2 separate regions of the Sus scrofa genome follow, and region 2 is linked to region 1. Evidence: chromatin contacts called from public Hi-C data. All regions are on one chromosome and are shown on one strand. Each heading gives the region's core, a stretch centred on a gene start, on an enhancer-like site or on the middle of the called end of the contact. The rest is flanking DNA. Distances are from core to core; before and after follow the strand shown. Region 1 has its middle 160 kb from the start of NAMPT. Region 2 overlaps PRKAR2B (cAMP-dependent protein kinase type II-beta regulatory subunit).

The links. Hi-C and Micro-C count contacts between places; a contact is called where the count stands out from the background.
Region 2: a Hi-C map of retroperitoneal adipose tissue shows a contact between it and region 1, with 3 times the contacts expected there. The contact joins two enhancer-like sites. A contact is called at or near these places in 23 of 47 Hi-C or Micro-C datasets (adipocytes, alveolar macrophages, embryonic fibroblasts and 14 more) and 2 of 2 datasets of contacts at active chromatin or transcription factors (alveolar macrophages and skeletal muscle).

The regions. Positions count from the first base shown.
Region 1 is chr9:106,322,348-106,328,138 of Sscrofa11.1, reverse strand. No RefSeq gene overlaps it. Among named protein-coding and RNA genes, the nearest start is that of NAMPT, 160 kb to the right of the region's middle. Within about 2 kb of position 2,673, at least 4 of the 83 cell types and tissues checked have an H3K27ac peak or open chromatin away from gene starts, as enhancers often do. A contact at or near this core is called in retroperitoneal adipose tissue, where this site is marked.
Region 2 is chr9:106,945,095-106,951,372 of Sscrofa11.1, reverse strand. PRKAR2B (cAMP-dependent protein kinase type II-beta regulatory subunit) reads right to left here. Exons shown (of 11, transcript XM_021102599.1): 7 at 3,462-3,563; 8 at 1,879-1,953. Among named protein-coding and RNA genes, the nearest start is that of HBP1, 18 kb to the left of the region's middle. Within about 2 kb of position 3,817, at least 12 of the 83 cell types and tissues checked have an H3K27ac peak or open chromatin away from gene starts, as enhancers often do. A contact at or near this core is called in retroperitoneal adipose tissue, where this site is marked.

The DNA.
Region 1 (5,791 bases), core at 1,424-3,923:
ACATGTTGTAAATAGAGTAAAAATCATCAGCAGCATCATCATCATCATTATTTGGACAGCGGGGGAAGCCAATATTCTAAATTAGGGGGAAAAAAATCAGAAATTTCATTCCTTTCATATGTTAAAGAGTAATTGAGTCTTACTGCTAACCAACTATAACCAAATTCTGGAAGAAGTTTATGCATTTCATGTGCTGATTCCTTAAGATAGATAACAAATTCGGAAAATTACTTTTAGGATGGGGGACACTAAATTATCACTATGGACAACATGCTCAGACCTAGAAAACAAGAAGGTTGACTGAATTGTGTAATCATACTAAAATGTTTGAATTGTGTAATCATACTAAAATGTAGATACAGAAATAAAAACAGGAGTTCCCACTGTGGCTCAGTGGGTTAAGGACCCAACCTTGTCTCTGTGAGGATGTGTGTTAGATCCCTGGCCTCACTCAGTGGGTTAAGGATCTTGCCTTGCCCCCAAACTTCTGTGTAGATCACAGATGTGGCTCAGATCTGGTGTTTCTTTGGCCATAGCATAGGCTGGCAGCTGCAGCTCTGATTCCACCCTGAACCCAAGATCTTCCACATGCCACAGGCACAGCTGTAAAAAGAGAAAAAAAAAAAAAAAAAAAAAAAGAAGAAGAAGAAGAAGAAATAACTGTAAACCAACTATAATGGAAAAAAATAAAAATCACTGAAAAAAAAAAAGAAGAAATAGAATCAGGAAAATCACTAGCAACTAGATGGCTGAAATAGCCTTTAAAAAACTTTTAATGTTTTTAATGGTCCTGGGACACCCCTGCTTCACAGTAGAACAAAAAAAAAAAAAAAAAAAAAAGCACTTTGGCCACATCTGTGTTAGTGATTTTATATTGTAAATAAGGTACTAGAAGAATATAACTATTAAAAAACATCTCTCATCATTTTGCAATGTATACAAATATCGAATCATTGCGTTTTACACCTGAAACGAATAAGATTATATATGGAGTTCTCTCTCAATTAAAATAAGAGGAGTTCCCGTCATGGCTCAGTGATTAACGAATCTGACTAGGAACCATGAGGTTGTGGGTTCGATCCCTGGCCTTGCTCAGTGGGTTAAGGATCTGGTGTTGCCGTGAGCTGTGGTGTAGGTCGCAGACACAGCTCTGATCCCGTGTTGCTGTGGCTCTGGCATAGGCCGGTGGCTATGGCTCCGATTCGACCCCTAGCCTGGGAACCTCCCTATGCCGTGAGAGCGGCCCAAGAAATGGCAAAAAGACAAAAATAAATAAATTAAATTAAATTAAATTAAAGACATTTTTCTTTGGGCAGCATTTCTGAGGTTGAGCAGGGGGAACTAAGAGCGGGGCTAAGACTCAGCCAGTGTACACTAGTCTGGCTTTCCAGTGCCACAGCCCATCCCGTCTCTGGGACTCCCCTCCTGGCCTCACTGTTTTCCACTAAAAGGTTAAACGTCTGCACAGCAGAGGCCAACAGAACCCTGGGCAGGCCCCGTTTCCACCTTGCTGCACTGCACTCCTGACTAAGGGGATGCATAGGGATGGGGCCCTTGCTCATTTGTTTTGTGTAGAATCCAAGAAGTGATTCCACTTAAGGACCACTCTTGCCCCACATAAGCACTCCTCTCCGTTTCTCAAGAAGATCAGTTATTAAACACTGATCTCAAGACTTGACCAGAGAACAGGGATGTCATTCATCAGCCTGTGTTCACTTGTTTTAGTTTAATGGGTGTTTTTTCAGTATCCAGGTTTCTTCTGTGTGTATAAATTCACATTATTACTTTTAAGCTATAGTTTGTAAGTTGAAAATAATCAGATGACCCTCTGTAGCTTTTAGGGCAGTTTCTCTTCTCATTAAAATATGAAGTATATTCCAGTTTTTATTGAATGAACTCAGAAGTATACAGATGTAAGAGGTGTCTTTAAGCCAAGCTCTTATTCCAGAGTTCTAAAGGAAATTACAAATGTTTTCTGGATAGCAGGTAAGAGGGGCATTTTATAGTCAGAGGAAGGCACTCCTGTATTGATGGATTATTCATGATGGTTAGTACTGTATTGATGCTTATATTGGCCAAAAGAATACTGATTCCTGCTTCATCCATTCTCCCTCTCCAGTCTGTAAAAACTGAAATTTCTCATTAGGCCACGAGGTGGCAGATTAATTGCAGGAGAGAAAAAAAAAAAAAAAAGTGCAAAAGCAATACAGAAATGTCTTCAGCTAAAGTGAAATAAGGAAATATTCTGCCTCCACCTTATCAGTCCCTGTAAGCTAGACCTCTTTGATCAGAAGGTACACTTGATTTAAAAAAAAAAAAAAAAAAAAAACTAGTGGTTTTAAAGCCTTTCTTAAGCAACTATTTTACTATTCCTTTCAAAGATCAAAAAATGCAAAACTCTCTGCCTGCTTTATAACAATTTTTTTTTTGGTCTTTTGTCTTTTCAGGGCTCCTCCTGTGGCATATGGAGGTTCCCAGGCTAGGGGTCCAGTCGGGCTACAGCTGCCAGCCTATGCCACAGCCACAGCCACGCCAGATCCGAGCCGCGTCTGTGACCTACACCACAGCTCACGGCAACACTAGATCCTTAATCCACTGAGCAAGGCCAGGGATCGAACCCCTATCCTCATGGATACTAGTTGGGTTCAGTGGAGCCACAACGGGAACTCCTATAGCGATCCTCTTGAACATAGGGTTTTCTTGACCCCTCCTTGGCAGAGGCCTCCCACGGAAGTGGCACTCAGGGATATTCAGCCCTCCCTCCTTGTTCATCATTTGGGTTATTTACAACAGTGTCTTCCTTTTTCGTGCCCCTGAGTACTGTCATTGTGGGCTCACTGCCCACCTTGGCTGGGCCTGATGTCCTCTGTCATTTCCACGACTGCAGCTGCTTCCTCCTGGCCTCCCTGCCTCTAGTCTCTTCCCCTTCCACCCCACTGCCACCAAAGTCTCCTTTCTAGACCTTGGAACTGATCATGTCACTTTACTGCTTGAAAGCCCACCTCACGGGTGTGGGACCAAATGCAAATTCCAAGACAGAGCACACGTGACCTTTCCACCCTGGCCCTTGACTGGTCTTATGGCATGTGTAAGAATATCACACACACACACACACACACACACACACACACACACACACACACTCAGGCATACATATTTAACAACACAGACATTTTGGCTTTTGGCCAAACATGGCATTTTTTTCATGTCTCTGAGTTTGCATACACTGTTCTCTCTATCCAGAATGCTTTTCCCTGCCTATGTCTGGCAGATGCCCAGCTCTGTGCCTTGCTGGAGGCTTTCAGATGGACCTATGGTATTCCTGCCTGTCTGTCTTTAGTACCCTGTGCCTAGCCTCCTCCCATCAAACTCATCCCATTTATATACAAATGATAGGATTTCACAGCTGTCTTTCCCATTTAATGTAATCTCTTTGTGCAGAGAATAGCATAAATGGTGGGTAGAATGTTATTTTCCAGATAAGTTTCCAGAAAGCATCAAGGGGGGAGCTGCAATATCTTGTCTGGTACACAGGCAAGTCACCCATAAGCCTGTAAGAGAATGGGTGGGAGGGAGTTCCCATTGTGGCTCTGTGGTAATGAACCCAACTAGTATCCATGCGGACTTGGGTGTGATCCCTGGCCTCACTCAGTTAAGGATCCAGCTGGGTTAAGGAGCCAGCATTGCTGTGAGCTGTGGTGTAGATTGCAGATGAGGCTCACATCCCACGTTGCTGTGGCTGTGGTCAGCACCTGCAGCTCTGATTCTACCCCAGCCTGTAACTTCCACATGCCACAGGCGTGGCCCTAAAAAACAAACAAACAAAAAAGGCATGGGTAGGAAAAAATGGCTTGGGTACAGAAAGTCACTGATTGGACAAGCATTATGGGTAACTTCCTCCACAGGAACCAGGGGCCAGGGAGGTTGAGTAGAATGTCTAGCAGACAGCCCAGAGGGTCCCAGGCTCCAGGAGTCGGGGGAGCCATGGAAACAAGCTGCTTGTATTCTGCTCACCAAGACGTATGGAGATAAACTTTGATCCACAGCAGTGATGCCCCTCCGCACATTTTCCAAACCCTCCTGCCTTCCATCCCCCTGCCCTGCCTTGTCTTCTCCAAGATGCTGTGCATACATGCCTGTCTCTTTCATCTCAAGTGGAGAGGGCTTTCCTGAGAGTTTTTAACAGCTATCATTTGTTGTCTCTTGAGCTCATCATAGAATGTTTTAGAACGTCTGAGGGCAAAACTTGAACACATACACTGGGTGAAGCTGACGAGTCATTAAAAAGTCAAAATACATCCTCCTCTGGGCCCCTTTTACACTCCTGCAAGTGTAATATTTTCAGAAGTTTCCGTGGTAACAGCTGTTCACTTTAGTACTACGTAATCCCATGTGTGTGTGTGCGTGCACGCGTGATCATCTGTAGGGAATACAGTTGGTTCCATGCCCATCACGATTTTAATAGATAGAAACATCAGAAACTAAAAATTTAACAAACAATTAACCTATTTGGCAGGCTGATTATCCCACCATGAATTATTAGGATCCTTAGTTTTCCTTTTGGCTGTTCGTTTTAACAAAACAGATCTTGAGTGTAGAGTAAAAAACAAAAACATTTTAGGTGTTTCCATGTGGTTCAGCAGGTTAAGGATCTGGTGTTGTCACTGCTGTAGCTCTGGTTACAGCTGTGGCACGGATTCGAACCCTGGCCTGGGAACTTCCATATGCTGCAGGAAAAAAAAAAGAAAAAAGAAAAGAAAGAATGAAAAGAAAAAGAAAAAATTCAGACCAGATTCTCCCACTTTCCACGTGGGCAACTTTGGCTAGGTTGTGCAACGTCTCTGAGCCTCAGTTTCCCCATCTGAAAAATTGGGGTAAGACTTTCTCTGCTCACCCTAGCAGGATGCTATAAGCCTCATAATAAGATATGTATTATTAAGAAAGCAAAAATTTCCTGGCTTGTTCACATCACACAGGAGGGGATGTGAAAAAAAGGAAAGGAGATGGAATCAAAATATCCCCTTGGTGACTCACCCTGATGAGAGGTGATAAAAATGTCTGTCTCCAGTGAGATGCTGGGATTGTCAGCGGCTTTATCTTTGACCTTTCATAGGTATCTTATGCAAAGCAAGGTCAGAAGGGAAAGTTCTCAAACTGAAGGAAAAACAAAGGCCTTGTGTTATGCCATAGAAGGTCAGCCACAGAGAAGAAATGATTTGTAAAACTGGGCCCATCTACTCCAGCCTCAGGCCAACATCCCTCTCTCTGAAGAGTCCACACCACCTCTAAAGAATCACTTAATTCTGTAGAAAATGTAAATCAGTGTTTTGGGGGTTCAGTTGCTGTTGGGCGGCGCTGTGTTCTCATGCCTGTAATGTTGCGGGCATGTCTGTAGAGCCGTGTGGGCCACAAAGGACTCACCCTGGGGAGTTGGAACCTCCCTGCCCTTCTTCCTGAGCGGCGCCAGCAGTGGGGACAGAGCTGAAGAATGGCTAGGAGCATGTGACATAGGGACTGAGCAGGAAGGCAATTTTTTTTTTTTTTTTTTTTTTTTTTTTTTGCTTTTTAGGGCCACACCCTTGGCATATGGAGATTCCCAGGCTAGGGGGTTGAATCAGAGCTGCAGACGCTGGCCTACACCATAGCCACAGACACGTGGGATCTGAGCTGTGTCTATGACCTACACCACAGCTCACGACAACACCAGATCCTTAACCCACATAGTGAGGCCAGGGATCGAACCCTCATCCCCATGGATGCTAGTTGGGTTCCTATCCCACTGAGCCACAAT
Region 2 (6,278 bases), core at 2,568-5,067, 620 kb before region 1:
AGAAAACAGACTCTTCTGAGCCTTTCAAAGTGATTTCTGGAGAAACTCAGGCATTTCAAAATTCTTTAGTACAGTTCAGTAATTCGAACAGATCAAAAAATAGTTGAAAACTGTGAGAACCCATAGGAGAAAATGAATGGACTGATGCACTTTTAATTAGCAAGAAATAAACACTTGTAGAACAATTTCAGTATGTTTAGCTATTAGCGGTACAGTGCAGGAAGAAATACAAAAATATAGTCTTTGAATGTTAAAATAAGATTTAGAATTATATTTAAGTTTTTATATGCTCTGTATCACATTTACTAAAGAATAAATTCAACCTTCCCTGTAAAAAAAAAAAAACAAAAAAACAAAAGCAAAAATTCTTTAATACAGTTAAAGAAATGTGGTATCAGATTACATCGCAAAAATAAATGCTGAGTCTAGATTATAGTGTAGTGCCCACACGTCTATTTATAAATGCTTAAAAGGCAACTAATGCCTAAAGATACCTGTACAGTAGAAAACTGACAGAACAATGTAAACCAGCTATAATGGAAAAAATAAAAATCATTAAAATAAAACAAATAAAGATACCTTTTTTAAAAAATAAATAAATAAATAAAGATACCTTTAATAAACTCTTAGTGGACCTATAACCTCTCCCTTACATTTCTGTATCAGGTTTTCCTAAGAGCTTCATTTTAATTTGCAAGTAAATTTTGTTTTCAAAATGTGCTCGAAATGCAAGCGAAACTAGCGAATTAAGTTCTGGGGGCTGTGTCAAGGTCAGTTTTCTAGTCTGACGCTGTACTAGTGACACAAAGACGCACTGGCAGATACTGGGGGAAGGGTGAGTGGGACTTCTCTTTTTTCAACTTCCTGTGAATCTGTAGTTATTTCAGTTATTTGAAAAAATCATTTCGAAAGTCTACTTTACAATTTTTCCATTTCTATCGCAGAAATTTGGCCTTGTTCTCTAATTGGATCTGTGTCATCCAGATCCCTGAAGGTGCTAATCCCTATGTATGGAGGGGCAGGGGGCACTCATTCAGTTACTGGCTTATCTGCCTTCTACAGTAATTATTCTTTTCTTAGCCTCACAGACCTTATGTCTTGTTTCACATACATCAAGAGACAGTATTTTAAATAAAGATTATAATCCAGTATAATATCACAATATAAAAATCACACAACTGGTTAAAAATCTGTTTAAATCATTCCCTCAATGCTTCAAAAATGTAACTACAAAAAGTATTACCACTGGTATGCTTTATCTGTGAACTTCAACTGTCCTCATAAATCCTGTTTCTTGGCAGCTCTATTCTAACCAAGGTACATATGTATGGCTGCTGGTTCCAACTGGGATCTTAGAAAAGCATTAGGGGTTGGACAGGATGCTGGTCCCATTTAGTGCCTGGAAGTCGGTACAAAATATGGTGCAGCGAGTTCCCTTCCTGGTTAATTTTATCAGGGAGCAGCCCCAGGAGACTGAACGGATGGTGCAAAAACTCTCTATCTTCCAGTGCACCCTCTGAGTCCTTATTAATAAAACTCATGGAACGATTACCATTTTCTTCCTCTTATAAATGACTTTTTATTCTTTATATACACGTGGCTTTCATGTCAGGTACAAATATAAAATGATGCAGAAATCCATTTGATGATTTAATACATATTCATTAAGAGTTAATTACAAAAATACAAATATTCAAATAGCTTAATGGCTGTAAATTAAACCATTTTTTAACAAATCATTTGGTAGAAGTAATATTCATTTAATCAATCACTACATACTAATTATACACACACACACGAAGCATTTAGCAAGCCTTAAAATGTCTAAGAGCCTTTCGGAAAATAACTCTCAACTGAATTCCATAAACAGTATTATACCTGAGCAATGATTTGTTCTCCATCGTTGTACACTTTGGTGCCTATTACATCCACCACTTTCAGGCGTTCAGAAACCTACAAAGGAAAAGAAGATTATACAGCTGACCCCTGAACAACATGGGGTTAAACTGTGCATATCCACTTACATGCAGATTTTTTCAATAAACAGTCACCCCACCCCCACTCCCATCCATGGGTGCAGAACCAGAGATAGGGACAGCCAACTGTAAGGGACTGAGCATCCACCAAGGTCCTGGAAACAGTCCTGCAGATACTGAGGGACAAGACTATATGAAACAGCCTGATCGGGTAATCTTAACTATTTCAGGTTTTTTCGTTCCTTTCTGGCCACACCCATAGCATGTTAGTTCCCACACACCAGGGATGGAACCCACACCACAGCAGAGACCCAAGCCACCGCTGTGACACTGATGGATCCTCAATCCACTGCCCACAGATCTTCCTTAACTGTTTCAAGGTTTAAAAATGGTAGCCTATAGGCCAAATAAACTGAGCAATGTGTGGGTCTGTGTGTGTGTGTTTGCTGTATTAACTGCCCACATTTTAAAATAAATTTTCAATAAAAACTTGAATTTCCAGCTTCTCTTGAAAAATCGGGACACTCAGCAACAGTCAGCCCATATCTCCAAATTGCAAAAATAAACTCTGTTAACTAGCAGCTGTTTCTTTAGATGGAGCACATGTTTTCCAGTTTACCAAAGTCCCATCCTGGCTTGGTTTTCTTCAATATGTTAACTCTAAGGCATGTGCATTTCCAACCCCTGAGCTATTTTTATTTAGAGAGAACTGTTGCTGGAAAAGATCAGCTGCCCAAAATGCATTCTGAAATGTGGCCTGAATTTCTACTACTTTAAGCCAACAGAGAGTCACATCCGCCCATGAGTTCGTCAGTCCGAAGGACTGTGGCTTAGATGCTGGAAGGATGGCAGTGCTGTCTCTAAGATGGGAAGTGGGGTGGGAGGAGGTTTGGGCCGGATTAGGTGTGAGCTTTCTATCAGACACCCCAGAGAAAATGTTAAATATGCAGTTAGATAAATGAGCCTGGCGTTCAAGGGCTGGGCCTTGCCCAGTAACAACAATTCTAAGAGGCATCAACATAATAGACTTATAAGCCAGGGGATTTGACAAGTTCACCATGTGAAGAGGGTTAGGGTGAGCCTGCCAAAAGAAAAAGAGACCCTAGAATGCCAATTTTAGGAGAAAGGAGAAGAGGAATAAAGGAGGAGAGGCCAGTGAGGATGTGCTGTATTTGGATAATCTGATCCTATAAAGGCATAACTAAGCGGCCACTGCCTACATTTGTGGGGTTCTTTTAAGTCTGCGTTCAGATAAAGACCAAATACAGATCTGCCAAGGATGCTCCTAGGAGTCTATTGCTTACATACGACAAAACAAATGCAGCTATAGGCAGGAAAAGAAAGGCTGAGCTGTACAAACGCTATATAATCTTCTCAAATGAAAATATGGATAAATTATTATTCAAAGAAACTTCCAATAGAACTAAGCATTCCCAACAAAACAAAAGCTTTTAAAGCAAAATAAAAGCACAAACATATACTTACTTCCAAAGATTTAAGGAATGGCAGTGACTCAATAAAGCTTTCATACATTTTCCTCTTTTTGGCATTATTTTTTACAATTATTCTCCTGAAGGTTACCCTGTCCTAAAGGCAGAATGTCAAATACGAAGACAGTTAAAAGGTAGACTTTATGGGGAAAGAAGGTTTGAAGAGACAGTTTGAATTTATTCCCTACAAAGAACAAACAATAATTGAAGATTTTGAAATAAAAGATGAACATCATTATACTTCTAACGTAACTCATTTCAGATTACTTCTTTAAGCATACATGTAGAACCATATAAAACGTGACTTTCAGGTTTTTTAAAGAAAGCACCAACGTGTAACCGGCGGGCTACACCACAAGGTGGCGCTGTCGCACCACTTAATACGCTCCCCGTTCTTTCCTGCCCCACCCCCTCCCCTTTTGAGAGAAAAGTGATTTATGACGTATGCATTAAAGGTATAAACAATACGTTGATATGACATACCTATATACTGTGAAATGATTACCACCACAGATGGTTAATACCGCTATCACCTCACATAATTACCATTTCTTTTCTGTGGTAAGAACATTAAAGATTTATTCTTTGCAGCTTTCAAGTATATACTGTTGTTAACTATAATCATCACGTTTTACACCGGATCCTCAAAACTTACTCATAACTGCAAGTTTTTTCTCTTTAACCTACCTCTTCCCCACCACCCTCAGCCCCTGGCAACCCCATCATCCTACTTAGTTTCTGAGAATTGAAACCAGCAAGTGAGTTCTTTCGCTACAGATAACAGCCTTAGAGTGTTATGAAATCAATTCGGTGGGACATGACTGGCATTTTTTTTAGGTGTAACTGGCACACAACATTTTATTAGTTTCAAATGTACAACATAATGATTCAGTATCTGTATATATCGTGAAATGATCATATTAACTCTAATTAACATCCATCACCATACATATAGCTACCACATTTTTTTTCTTGTGATGAGAAATTTCAAATGTACAACACTGTTACTATTAACTGGTTACCGTGGTGTATACTCTGTCCTCAGCATGCATTTGTATCTAGAAATTTGTACCTTTTGACCCCCTTGACCCATGACCGGCATTTTCATCTTTAAAAAAGAAAAAACAAAAGAGAAAATCTGTGGGCATCCTTTTTAGTCAAGTGTTGAGTTATATATTTATTTCCATTATACACAAAGGCACACAAACATATACACTGGTGTGACATTTCCTAATGTGTTTCTTGTGGACTGCAGTAAAAAAAAAAACGATGGAAAACAGTATTAGGAAAAATTTTTAATCATGCACTTACAATGTAAAGAGATATAGAAAAATTATTGACTAGGCTTTTTATCACATCCATATACCAGAGTTTCTTTTTTAAAATATACAGAGAAACTACGACTTCTTTGAGGAGAGTTTGATGACAGTGTTTATCATGCTCATCATTCTAAAATGTTCCTATGTTTATACTACTTAACCTCAAGGATACAGAAGTGAAATAAGGAACCAGGGAAAACTTTAAAGCTAATGGCTCTAAAAATGGTTTTACTACAAATTTTATATTACAAAAATTCCTACCAAACATTTAGTTCTCAGAGTGCTCAGAATTACGTTAGTTTGGCATAAACTGATAAACAACAATACCGTTTAATATAAAGTAAAATTAATTGGAATATGTTCTTTAATAAATTACTGTGCCAACATATTAAGGCTGAATTTAAATGAACTGATAGGATGGGGGAAAAATGCAAGTGTGGATTAAGTCTCTAGGAAACTAAACATCTTGTTCTCCGATTTCGTTTATTATAATTTTATAAGGGTTATAGTTTAGACTTAGTCATTTTTTAAAAAGAGAAAAAAATTTAAGATAATTGTAAAATATTGAAATAATTTCCAAGTCTAGCTCTGCATCAGAATCAGCAGTGGTGTTTTAAAAAAAAAAGTTTCTAAGATCCCATACTTTATTTTTATTTATTTACTTTTTTTAGGACCATACCCAGGGCATATGGAAGTTCCCAAGCTAGGGGTTGAATTGGAGCCACAGCTGCCAAGCCTACACCACAGCCACAGCAACGAGGGATCGGTGTTTGCAACCTACTTTGCAGCTCATGGCAACACCAGATCCTTAACCCAGTGAGTGAGGCCAGGGATCGAACCTGAATCCTCATGGATCCCAGTAAGGTTCTTAAGACACAGAGCCACAACGGAAACTCCTAAGATCCCACACTTTAATGACTCAAAATCTTGGCACACAGGACTCTATATATAATAATCTGTATTCTGTAAAAACTCTCCAAGTGACTCTGCTATGTAATCTGTTCTGGGGACTGGCTGCACACCACTTTATGAAGAAGAGTTTACAGCAAAACAGAGAAGCCTAGAAAGAGGTTAGCAATTTAGAAATTAATCATAATGAGCAATGTGTGTCAGAAAAAAATTTCTATTAGTGGCTCACCTCTTCACACCCACTGTGACATAAAAATAAAATCCAGAAAGTCCCATTTCAAAGATTTTCATCCTATAGTCATTTCAGTCCTCACCTCTCTGAATCACCAGCACAGTCCTGCAGATCAGTTAATTCCCCAGGGCTAACAGTGACCTCGTCTTATTTACAAAGCTGGACTCTTCTACAAAGGACTTTTCTCTTGAGATTTGCTTATCTTTATACCTGCACTGATGCGGCAGAGCTCCAATCTGTTGGTCTTAAAACTTTCTCCGGAAGGGGGCTGGTTAGGTGAATTGCTAAGAAAGCAGGTTTGAAGTATTAACTGATTATGTTAATTATTATGATTTTTAAAAGCAGCTATTGC